Linked DNA regions of Mus musculus: regions 1 and 3 are each linked to region 2. Evidence: chromatin contacts called from public ChIA-PET and promoter capture Hi-C data. All regions are on one chromosome and are shown on one strand. The core of a region is the stretch at or near the end of the contact, and the rest is flanking DNA. Distances in the headings are between cores, read along the strand shown.

Region 1 (3,727 bases), core at 968-3,467, 460 kb before region 2:
CATTTTTCAAAAATTACTCATCAACGTAGGAGGATTCAGGCCATTGTGGGTAGTCCCACCCCCTAAGCAAGTGGTCCTAGGTTACATAAGAAAGCTGGCCAAGCCTGAGCCAGAGAATGTAAGCCAATAAGCAGCCTTCCTCTGTCGTTTTGTCCGCTCCTGCTTCCTTCCCTGACTTCTGGCAGTGAGGAACTGTGACTGGGAGGTGTAAATGAAATAAATCCTTTCCTCCCCAAGTTGCTTTTGGTTGTAGTGTTGATCACATAAGAGAAACACAAACTAGAACAGTGCACATGGAAGCCAGAGGTCAATGCTGAATATAATGCCTCTGCCTTATATTTTGAGATCATTCTTTGCCTTATATTGTGAGATGTGATCTCATGCTGAACTTGGAACTCACTGATTTGCCTATATACCAAAGGACATAAAAGAGAAAGTTCCCTATTTTTCCAACAGGAAAACTGGCTGAAGGTTCCAGGCAATAAAAGCATTGCCAAGGGGCCGAGGAGATGACTCAGTTGGTAAAGTGTGAACTTGAGTGGAGATCCTTGGAATCCATGTGAGAGTTAGGCATGACATAATTCCATGTAATCCTGTGCAACCTAATGCTGAGAAGTCAGGGGCAAACAGATCTGTGGCTATCATTGGCCAGTCAGTTTAGCCTAACTACTGAGCTCCAGGGTGGTAAGAGCCCCTGTCTCAAGCAAAACCTTAAGTGAATAGCACCCGAGAAATAACATCCATGTGCACATGCCCCTGCACACATACATGCTTGAACATACATGAACATATACTCACAAATATGAATTCAGAAATCCATATCTGATGTGGAATAAGAATGACAGTAGTTTATAATGAACATATAAAAAAAAGAATTAATATCATAAGCATGAAAAAAGAGAGAACCGGTTCTCAGCATAAAGGAAAGGACATTTTATGTTTAGTGACAATTTGCAGCCAGAAGGCGAAAGGCAGTGGCTCTGGGTCCTCCAAGGATTGAAGAATTCTTAATCCAACTTCTGAAGCTTCTCTCAGAAACACAATTAAGGCTTGTCCCTGGGCAGGAGCATCCAGGAACAATGACTCAGGAGAGTGATCATGCAATCTCTAACCCAAAATCCTCACTGCAGACACACTGCAAAGGAATGGGGCTTGCTTTGCCAAATTTCCCATGTGATTCAAACATGGCCACTCGCCAGAGAGCCAAAGGGAGAAAGGGCCATTCCGAGGAGACTTGGAGATTTCCTAGCACCACCAGCGGGTGAAATGGCAGCATGGGGCTTTCAGAAAGCCATTCCCAAGGACGATTTGGCTTGGAGAGGAGCAGGAAGAGTGCCAGAGTTGCTGATGCTTTGGCTTCTTTCCACAACTTGCATGGAGACATTGTGTACTTGCAGTGACTGAGAGTTACTGATTGCCTTTACCATCTGCTGCTGTGTCTTCTTCAGGTGACATCAGAAGGCACAGAAAGGTTTGCCCTTGTCATCATCCAATGAGGCCCTGGGTTGTTTGAGTCAACTGTTCTTGCTCCTCTAATGCTGGCAAAATGATGCCACCCTAAGTCAGCTGAGAGGAAGCCAGGATTTAAGTGCAAACAAGACACACAGCTTGCTTAACAGCATGGAGCACTTCTGCTGCAACTAGGTAGATGAGTGCTAATGGGGCTGCAACGAAAGTGCCCACAGAGTCACTTTGAAAGGAAAGCCCTCCTTCCTCTTCTGAAGAAGGTACTTACAGTGCAGGTAGGCAAACATATTTCTGAGATTGCTTAGCCCCGGCAGAAAGCATGGGCATTTGGGGCAGGCAGACTGGGTTTGGGTTGAGAGCTTGGGTACCACAGGACAAGGTAATGATAAAAAAATCCTTGGCAGCACTGGTGCTGCAGGATGCTGGCTCTTGCACACTGCTTGTTCTGAGGGTGGCTGGTGCCTTGGCGTAACCTCTGGGAGGGTCTGATGTAGGAGAATAAAGCTCCTTCCCAGAGTTGGGTGAGCTGAAGGCCTTTTCTGGGGAGAAGCCAGTCCTGATTTTCAGGTGCCAGAAACTTGGTTTGGACAGGACATTACGGAGTTAATAAAGGGGCACTCTATAAATGGGAGCAGATGGGCTTATGTGGGATCCAACAAAGCGCATGAAACCAAGCCTATTCAAAATATACTTTGTGGGCTGAGGATGTAGCTCAGTTGCCAGAATGCTTGCCGAGTACGCAGGAAACCCTGGGCACCATCCCCGGTACCACATACGCTGAGTGTGGTGGCACAGCTCAGCACTTGAGAGGTGGAGGCAGAAGAACTGTAATCTCAAGGTTAGCCCTCAGCTACACAGTGAGTTTAAGGATAGAGTGGGTTCCGAGGGACCCCTGCCCGGTATCAAATGATCTATAAGGGCCCTGGTTGCAAGTGACCAGGAGCCATTGCTCTGTAGGCTGGGACACTTGAGGATGTGGAGGGGTCAGCTTGGCTGAGGGTAGAGAAGTCAGGAGTAAATAATAAGACAACTCTTCTCCCATCTATCCGCTGCTCGACAAGTCACTGCTCTATCCTTGCATGGGCTCCTTGTTTCTCCTCCCTACCCTCCTCCATCCTTACCTCCTTGCTGAGTCTCTGTGAGGGGGGGAGGGGGATACACAAGTGTCTCCTTGTCGTTACCACTCCTCTGTCCCTTCCACCTTCCATTCATTCTTTATTCCGCTTTCCACATGATCTTTCTAAAACACAACCTGGTCAGCTCTCCACTTTGAAAGACTCCAGTGGTGCAGCTGGGGCGAGAGCTCAGTCACTGAAGTTCCTGCTGAGCATGCGCAAGGCGCTGAACTCTATCCCTAGAAATGATTTTTCAAAAGCCTTGACGTGGTGCTGTGCACCTGTAATCCCAGCGCCGGAAACAGACACAGAAAAGTCCCCTGGGCTGCCAGTCCTGCTAGCCTAGCCTACTTGGTAAATTCCAGGTTAGTGAAAGACCCTGTCTTGAAACCCTCATAGCCTCTGAAGGTGTCCTCTGGCCTGCATACACATGTGACTGACTACACATGCATCTGTGTAGTTTTACACACACACACACACACACACACACGCACGCACGCACGCACGCACGCACGCACGCACGCATACCTGCACACCTGCACACCTGCACACCTGCACACCTGCACACCTGCACACCTGCACACCTGCATCTTTTTTTTCCTGTTCTTTGCTAGGAATTTCTAATCCCTTTCTTATTTCCTTGTGCTATTCCCTTATCTGGAATATCTTTTCCTTTTGTCTGGCTGCCAATCCCTTCCTTGTATTTCAAAACAAAGCTGTCTCCTCTGGGAAACTTTATCTGTTCTCCTTTCACAGTAGGGTTAACTGTCCTGCTTCCTAGCCATACATGTATATTTAAATATATATAACAAAATTTACTATTTTAACATGTATTTGTGTGTATGTTCACATGCACGGAGTTGCATGTGTGTGCAAGTGTGCTTGCAGATGTTTCTGTGTGCCTGTGTATGGCAGCCAGAGGCAACCTCTTGCTGTTGTTCCTCAGGATCTATCCACTTTACCACCTGAGATAGGGGGCTCTCACTGGGACCTGGCACTGGACAATTCAGCTAGTGTGGCTAGCCAATTACTCCCAGAGGTCTCTGCCTCCCCAACACTGGACTACAAAGGTATGTGGCAAGCCTGGATTTTTATAAGGGTGCTAGAAATTGAACTCAGGTCCTTAAGCTCGCATGGCAAATACC
Region 2 (4,179 bases), core at 1,611-4,110:
AAACTTCCTCTACTCGAAGGATAAACAGGATGAGGAAAAAAAAATAGGGAAACAACACCCTTCACAATAGTCACAAATAATATAGAATACCTTGGTGTGACGCTAAACAAACAAGTGAAAGGTCTGTATAACTGAAGATCTCAGAAGATGGAAAGATCTCCTATGTGCGTGGATTGGCAGGATTGATATAGTAAAAATGGCTATCTTGCAGAAAGCAATCTATAGATTCAATGCAATCCCCATCGAAATTCCAAATCAATTCTTTATAGAGTTAGAAAGAACAATTTGCAAATTCATTTGGAATAACCAAAAATCCAGGATATTGAAATAACAATAAAAGAACTTCTGGGGGAATCACCATCCATGGCCTCACGCTGTACTACAGAGCAATAGTGGTAAAAAGTGCATAGTATTAGTACTGAGACAGGCAGGAAGAGCAAAGGAATAGAATTGAAGACCTGTGGGAAGCCACATGTGCCGTTGCTGAGTGGCACTGACTACTGCTGGCCACCACGCATAAGATTGGACAAACAACCAACGTGTACATATGCAGTAAAGTTTTTTGCAAAGACACTGCCTGGCCCGGGCATGATAATGAGGTTCTGTAAGGTACTGAGAGTATAACCAATTAGATGTGAGACATGCAAATGAGGTATGATAATGAGGTTCTGTAAGGTACTGAGAGAGAGGAGCCAATCAGATGAGGAACATGCAAATGAGGCTTAGTGCATAACCAATCCGGGTGTGAGACACGCCTCTCCTAGGCCTATAAAAGCAGCACCAGTTCTGGGCTCGGGGTCTTTTCGCCTCTACAATCAATCTCTCCCAATAAACGTGTGCAGAAGGATCCTGTTGTAACATCATTCTTCCTGGCCAGTCGAGCACGCGCAAGAAAGACCCAGAAATGAACCCACACACCTATGGTCACTTGATCTTTGACAAAGGAGCTAAAACCATTCAGTGGGAAAAAGACAGCATTTTCAACAAATGCTGCTGGTTCAATTAGTGGTTGACATGTAGAAGAATGCAAATTGATCTATTCTTACCTCCCTGTACAAAGCTCAAGTCCAAGTGGATCAAGGACCTTCATATAAAACCAGATAAACTTAATCTAGTAGAAGAGAAAGTGGGAAAGAGCCTCGAACACATGGGCACAGGGGAAATTTTCCTGAACAGAACACCAATGACTCAAGCTCTAAGATCAACAATTAACAAAAGTGACCTCATAAAACCGAAAAGCTTCTGAAGGCAAAGGACACTGCCATCAGGACACAACGGCAACCTACATATCAGGAAAAGATCTTTATCAATCCTATATCTGATAGAAGGCTAATATCTAATATATACAAGGAACTCAAGAAGTTAGACTCCAGAGAACCAAATAACCCTATTAGAAATGGGGTACAGAGCTAAAGAAAGAATTCTCAATTGAGGAATCCTGAATGCCCAGGAAGCGCCTAAAGAAATGTTCAACATCCTTAGTCATAGGGAAATCAAATCAAAATGACCCTGAGATTCCACCTCACACCAGTCAGAATGGCTAAGATCAAAAACTCAGGTGACAGCAGATGTGGAGAAAGAGGAACACACATTTTCATTGTTTGTGAGACTGCAAGTTGGTACAACCACTCTGGAAATCAGTCTAGAGGTTTGTAAGAAAATTGGACATAGTACTATTTGAGGACCCAGTTATACTACTCCTGGGCATATACACAAAAGATGCTCCAACATATAACAAGGACACATGCTCCACTCTGTTCATTGCAGCCTTATTTATAATAGCCAGAAGCTGGAAAGAACTCAGATGTCCTTCAACAGAGAAACTGATACAGAAAATGAGGTACATTTACACAATGGGGTACTACTCAGCTATTAAAACAATGACTTCATGAAATTCTTAGGCAAGTGAATGAACTAGAAAATATCCTGAGTGAGATAAGTCAGTCACTAAGGTGGATGGCAAGAAGTGTGCAGACTGTAGCCTGATATAGCTGTTTCTAGAGAGGCGCTTCCAGAGCCTAACAAATACAGAGGCAGCTGCTAGCAGCCAACCATTGAACTGAGCACAAGATCCCTAACGGAGGAGTTAGAGAAAAAAAGACTGATGGAGCTGAAGGGGTTTGCAACGCACAGGAAGAACAATATCAACCAACCAGACCCTGCAGAGCTCCCAGGAACTAAACCATCAACCAAAGAGTACACATGAAGGGACTCATGGTTCCAGCCCCATATGTAGCAAAGGATGGCCTTGTTGAACATCAATGGGAGGTGAGGTCCTTGGCCCTGTGAAGGCTCGATGCCCCAGTGTAGGCGACTGCCAGGGCGGCGAGGTGGGAGTGGACGGGTGGGTGGGGAGCACCCTCAAAGAAGCAGGGGAAGGAAGGATGAAATAGAGGGATTCCGGAGGGGAAACCGGGAAAGGGGATAACATTTTAAATGTAAATAAAATATCCCCCTCAAAAAAAGGGAAAAAAATCTGAATACTCCTCTCTGCCCTCCCACCACCCTCCACCGCTGTCCACCAGAAACGTCAAAAGGAAGAGATGGCAGCATCACTTGAGACCCACGCCCAGATGTTAACGGGGGAGGGGTGGGGAGGATCCAGAAGGCGCTTGGCGCAGGCGCACTAGCCTTCCGCTGGGTCAGCCCACAATGGGGCCCAGCCGACCGGAGAAGTCTCGGAGCAGAAAGCACACACTCAGGCAACCCAGCCCCATTGGGCAGCTCGCCACCTCAGCTCCACGACCTTACGAAGCTCACCTTCCCTCTGCCGGTCTGTCAGCACCCAGAGACCCTCACGCAATCAGCGACGAAGCTTTCGGCTCTAGGCGGAAGTATCTGGAGACCGGAAGTCCCACCTCCGCAGAGGAAGTGATGAAAACCACTTTAGCCCTTCCAAACGCGAACCCTATTGTCGCGAAGTGCTGGTAAGGTAGACACCGGAACTGCAACCCCGAAGGACTGTGGGACCAGTCGATTTTGCGTACTGTAGTTGATTCAAGACGCGAACTAAAAGTTCATAGCTGGGCGTGATGGCTCATGGCAATTACAATCAGCACTGGGAAGGTCGAGGCAAGAGAGATGGGAGGAGCGGAGGGGGGTTCATATCTAAAAAACAAAAATGTTTCATGCTTATGGGCACTAAATCACCGTAGGGAGTTCATAGTTACATAGAAAGGTGTAGTGTTGATCCCTCCAGAACTGGAAAGAAAAAGTTAACCAGCTAAGGCATGAGGGAGAACAAGAGTAAACGCAATGTTTTAAGTAAGTCACCACTTTAAACAAGACGTTCCTATGAATCGAGTGTTTTGGTTTATTTTTAGATGTTAAAAAGCCAGTAACTATTTCATTGAAAACAAATTTAAGATGCTATGTATATAAGCATATCGCAATGTGACCCCTCATATTGCTATACCTGAAGCTGGCAAAAACTTACTTGGAAGAGCTCCGGCTTTGCTGGATCCAAGTCAGTTTGACCAGACAGCACCACGAAAACAGTAATAAAAGAGTGCTGTAATTCAATCCAAGAGGAATTGCACAACTCTGCTGGGAGACATAATTAATTATAAATCTGTTTTATTGCACAGCAGTGAACGAGAACCCTGTAGTGAATCTGTTGTCAGTGGTTAATGAAAGATGAAATAAGCTGCCAGAACCTTTCCTGTTTGAAACCGTCTCAGTAGTCATAGAACATGACTCACTCTTGCCTGGAGGGGCTAAGCTACTATTGTCATTTGGCAAGTCTCCAATAGAAACACAGACCTTCAGATGGGAGCGTTTTTCAAGGACAACATTTCATGAAGGTGCTGCTGCTGATTGTTTTGAGACAAAGTCTCACGTATCCTAGGCTGGCCTCAAAACTTGCCAAAGTCAAGCTGGGCGTGGTGACGCCCACCTTTAATCCCAGCACTCGGGAGGGAGAGGCAGGCGGATTTCTGTCACCTAACTACCAAAGTCAAGATTGGTCTTAATTCCTTAATATCCTGCCTCCATCTACCAAGTGCTAAAATCACAGGCTTGGCCCACCATGCCAATATCTCCACATTTATTGTAACTTCATGCTTTTCAAGGAAGTGTTGATACAAAACACATGCTAGAAAAGAGATAGGCTATTCTGAACCAAATTTAAGTGATCTTGGCCCAGAAACGTTTACTGAGTTTACCCTGAATGACTTACTG
Region 3 (3,728 bases), core at 363-2,862, 480 kb after region 2:
TATTGTTCTTCCAGTCTCCACTTCTGCTGAATACAGCATAGTTATCTTTTCAAAGAAAGAAGGAAAACAAGGGAGACTCCCACTGCTGCAGATCCCAGAAGTAAGCCTAAAAAACTACAGCAACGTCAAAAAAAAAAAAAATGTCTTCAGTAGCTAGGAATATCCCGGCATGCTATCTTCTGTTAGCTCAATGCAGACTGAGGCTAGCTGTGGACAGAACCACAGCAAGCTGGGACATCTCTGCAGCCTGTTTTTCTGCCAGCTCCCCACACCCCCTCCCTACCCCCATGTTCTGAATTTGGCAGGGAAGAAGTTACCCTGTCCAGCCTCTGTGCGCAAGATGAACAGACCACACATCCACACTCCCAAAATTAGTCCAGTGCCTGGGAAATTGAGGCTGCAAGGCTGTCAGAAAGCCCTGGAGTGGAGGATGGAGGGCCACTTTGAGCTCTAGGATTTTGCTGCATTGTCATGGCCTGGTAAAGTAGGGAGAATGTGTCGAATCTCCGGCCAAAAATGGACCGGATGCGGCTTTCCCAGCGCCCCCTTGCCTGCCCCCAACCTCCGCCCCTTTCTCTTCCTATGTGCAGGTAACAGTAGGGTAGGCAAAAGGACCAGCTGCTCCCGCTGAAACTCAGGTGGCAGGCCCAGATGAGAGGCACAACGGGCCAGAGATAGGGAGTCGCCTGGGGAACACCCACACCGATCATCTTCCCATCCAGTCACCACCCAGTAGACTGCACCTGGCGGCCGGCTGCAGGAGCCTTTGAGTGAGCACAGAGAGTTCGAGCAGAAACCATGGGATACAATTGTCTAAAAGCCTTGGTTCACAAGGAGTGGGTGTGGGCTGGAAAGGGGGATTACGTAGGTCTCTCCGCCCCCTCCTCTGCCATCTCTTAGCCACTGGGAGGGCGCCCAGGGGCGGAGGAGGCGCTGCGAACCCGTTTGGGGGCTTCTTTGTTTCTCTTCGGGCCCCTATCTGCCGGCTGTACCCAAGCCTTGGGATGCCAGCCCGGCTTGGGCGGCGACCCGCCCCAAGTCAACAATTGAACCTCGCGGGAGAAGAGAGGGTGGGTAAAAGGGTGGATCCCGGCTCTCTGGAGGCAGTGCGCTGCAGGGGCTTCGCAAGGGTGAGGAAGCCGCCCCAGAAAGGGGGTGGGGAGAGGGCAGGGAAGGAGAGGCTGATGGTCTGAGCGTGGCGTCTGCTTACCTTGGCAGCCTCCAACTGGGCACAGATCATGCTCCGGTCCGCACGCAGGTTAGAACCGGGGGTCGCACGTGGCTTGCATAGGTGCCAGGCATTGAGGACCTGGTTTGCTAGTCCTGGGCGATCAGCGTCTTTTGCCTTGCTCTGGCTGCTTCGTATCCTGAGCCAACTATTGTCAGAGCCACCGTCACGGCTGGAGCAGCTCTCGACTGGTGAACCTGTGCGAGCCAGGAGGGGGTCCTCTGGGTCAGAGGCTCGTGGTGTTGCGGCTCAAACAAGGACTCCCAGTGCGTGGCAACGCAGCACACTTTATTGCTTTATCCTTCCTCCCGCATCCCCTCCCTTCCTGCCTGCTCCTCTGTGGGAACCAGACTTGAGAACCAACCAGGAGCCAGGCTTGCTCTCTGTGGCTGTGCTCCGCCCTGCAGCCTCACGCACCCGCACCCTCCTCCTCACCCCTTTAGTATATATATATATATATATGTATGTATATATGTATATATATATATATATATATATATATATATATATATATATATTCTTGTTACTATAGGCCCTATCCTTCCAACACTTAGCACGCGTCCGCGAGGCTTATCTGGAACCAGCCACGGTTCATCAGTTCCTTTGTGTACATGCAAATGTTGTGTTCAGAAAGGATGAGTACCTTCTAGGTAGGTACACTGTGTCAGGTGTTCTCACCTCAATTTCCTTACTTGTCCATTTCACAGATGCAGATACATTGCACAGCATCCTCCAGTATTTTCGCAGCAAGTTCCCCCAAAACAACGTTATGATCACAAATGCCATGCTTGTAAATCGCCCTAGGTATCTATTGTTGATAAGCTTAGCTTTCCAAGCAGGTTTAGTATTAAGCAGTACACATTGTCAAAATAGTAAAATGGAAGTAGGAAAAATGCAAATCTTTATTTGACCAGCCGACCAAGATGCAAAAGAAAGTGAAATGCTGGCCACTGATTTGGTCTAATTTGGGCTTGCTACGTTCACAAAGTGCGAAGGTTCTGAGCACACAACCCCCATAATCCGCAACTCTGTGTTTTTTACAATGCCTTTTTATTTCTACCTATTTTCCTGCCCGGCACTCCCCAGGCAAACTATTTTTCACATCTTAGAGGTGTACCTTTTCCCTTACCCAGGGAACACCCTAGTATTCTTACTATACTTAGTAATGCCTGGTAATTCCTCTTAGTCACCCTGGTAATACCTCTAGCTCCAGAACCTTTTCTTGAAGAGCTGATTGGATATATCTCCATTTATAACAATAAGACAGATGGCTTCTCACTGGTGTTCTTCTTGTTGACCCACCTCTTGCCACTGATTACACTCTTGCAGCAGAACTTTACAGAAGAGGAAACCACGGGAAACCAAGTGAAGCCTCAATTCCCACCCTCCTCCCTCCCCCGGGAGCACCTCCCTTCCAGCCTGCGCTCGTCACTTCAGGTGCCCAGTGATTTCTCAATGGACATTTCCCTCTGTCTGGCAGGAATCTGATTTTCCCACCAGATGAGTTCAACGCTGTCTGTTTTTCAAACCATATCTCAAAAGCCACACAGAACCCTGAGCACACATTTCACCAGATTTGACAGATGAGCTTTGGTATGAAGAAAACCTCCAAGAATGGACTTGGCTGAGGTGCAACAATAAACACCAGAATCAACCAAATGATAATACCAACCAGAAATTTGGAAGAAAAACAAGTAAATCAACAAAAGTCTCTTGTATAAACTAATATTAAAGATTTCTGAAGACACAATTCCAACAAACTGCCACAAAGAATGCTTATTCACCTCAATTAATTGTTAAGTTGTTCAGTCTGATTTTCAGTGTTGCTGCATCTATTTGGCTCAAAGAGATTTTCTTCCTGTTATGTCATGAGGATAGCTTGATAAGTCAGCATCTCTCAGTGTGTTGGTGCAACAATCCTGAGGTATGCTTTATTTTCCTCTAGGCACTTTCTTCTTTTCTATTTCTTTTTCTACCAAAGGAAAAGGGCACAAGTTTCACACCTTTTGTAATTTTAGAATTTTTAATTAATTAAAATATAATTATATCACCCACCTCCTTTCCCTCCAACCCCTCTCATTCATACCTCCTATTTCCTTGAAATTTCTTTATCACACGCACTCAGTCTGTTTAGTGTTACTAGTGTGTTTTACTGGGACTGGATACTCATTTAGGGGTTCATCCCTGGAAAGGATTCATTCTTTCAGCAGCCTTTAATTGCCTGTAGCTCTTCATCTTCATCTAGTGTTGGTTTACTGCACAATATCCCCACCTATGTTAGCTTGTCACCTGGTCCTGTCATTTTTGGGGTCTTATTTAAGCAGCCACATTGTTAAACGTCATGTGTGTGGCTTCCTGGCCATCTTTAGAAAACACTATCTTGCAGTGGATTGATTTCCTGGTCTCCCTATTCCTACAATCTTTCTACATTTTCTTCCCTGGTGTTCCCTGAGCCTCAGATGTAGCTTGTGTTGTAGATACAACTGAGGCGGGGCAGCCC

What was found. Promoter capture Hi-C pulls out the DNA fragments that hold promoters and counts their contacts. ChIA-PET counts read pairs in DNA pulled down with a chosen protein or histone mark.
Region 1: a contact with region 2 is called in an RNA polymerase II ChIA-PET map of memory CD8 T cells, with 25 read pairs. The contact joins the enhancer-like site here to the promoter of Tbce in region 2. A contact is called at or near these places in 6 of 39 promoter capture datasets (the C10 cell line, the HPC-7 cell line, cranial neural crest and 2 more), 1 of 484 Hi-C or Micro-C datasets (regulatory T cells), 1 of 115 datasets of contacts at active chromatin or transcription factors (memory CD8 T cells) and 2 of 9 other capture datasets (adipose tissue and liver).
Region 3: a contact with region 2 is called in a promoter capture Hi-C map of hippocampal neurons, with 5 times the contacts expected there. The contact joins the promoter of Hecw1 here to the promoter of Tbce in region 2. A contact is called at or near these places in 4 of 39 promoter capture datasets (the HPC-7 cell line, the SN4741 cell line, cranial neural crest and 1 more), 2 of 115 datasets of contacts at active chromatin or transcription factors (embryonic basal ganglia and embryonic hindbrain) and 1 of 9 other capture datasets (pancreatic islet).

What each region holds. Positions count from the first base shown.
Region 1 is chr13:13,572,539-13,576,265 of GRCm38.p6, forward strand. No RefSeq gene overlaps it. Among named protein-coding and RNA genes, the nearest start is that of Lyst, 16 kb to the right of the region's middle. Within about 2 kb of position 2,218, at least 99 of the 459 cell types and tissues checked have an H3K27ac peak or open chromatin away from gene starts, as enhancers often do. A contact at or near this core is called in adipose tissue, liver and memory CD8 T cells, where this site is marked.
Region 2 is chr13:14,036,778-14,040,956 of GRCm38.p6, forward strand. Tbce (tubulin-specific chaperone E) reads right to left here and starts at 2,861. Exons shown (of 17, transcript NM_178337.3): 1 at 2,761-2,861.
Region 3 is chr13:14,521,614-14,525,341 of GRCm38.p6, forward strand. Hecw1 (HECT, C2 and WW domain containing E3 ubiquitin protein ligase 1) reads right to left here and starts at 1,613. Exons shown (of 29, transcript NM_001081348.3): 1 at 1,211-1,613. Gm30893 (a long non-coding RNA gene) reads left to right here and starts at 982. Exons shown (of 2, transcript XR_382090.4): 1 at 982-1,070; 2 at 1,936-2,887.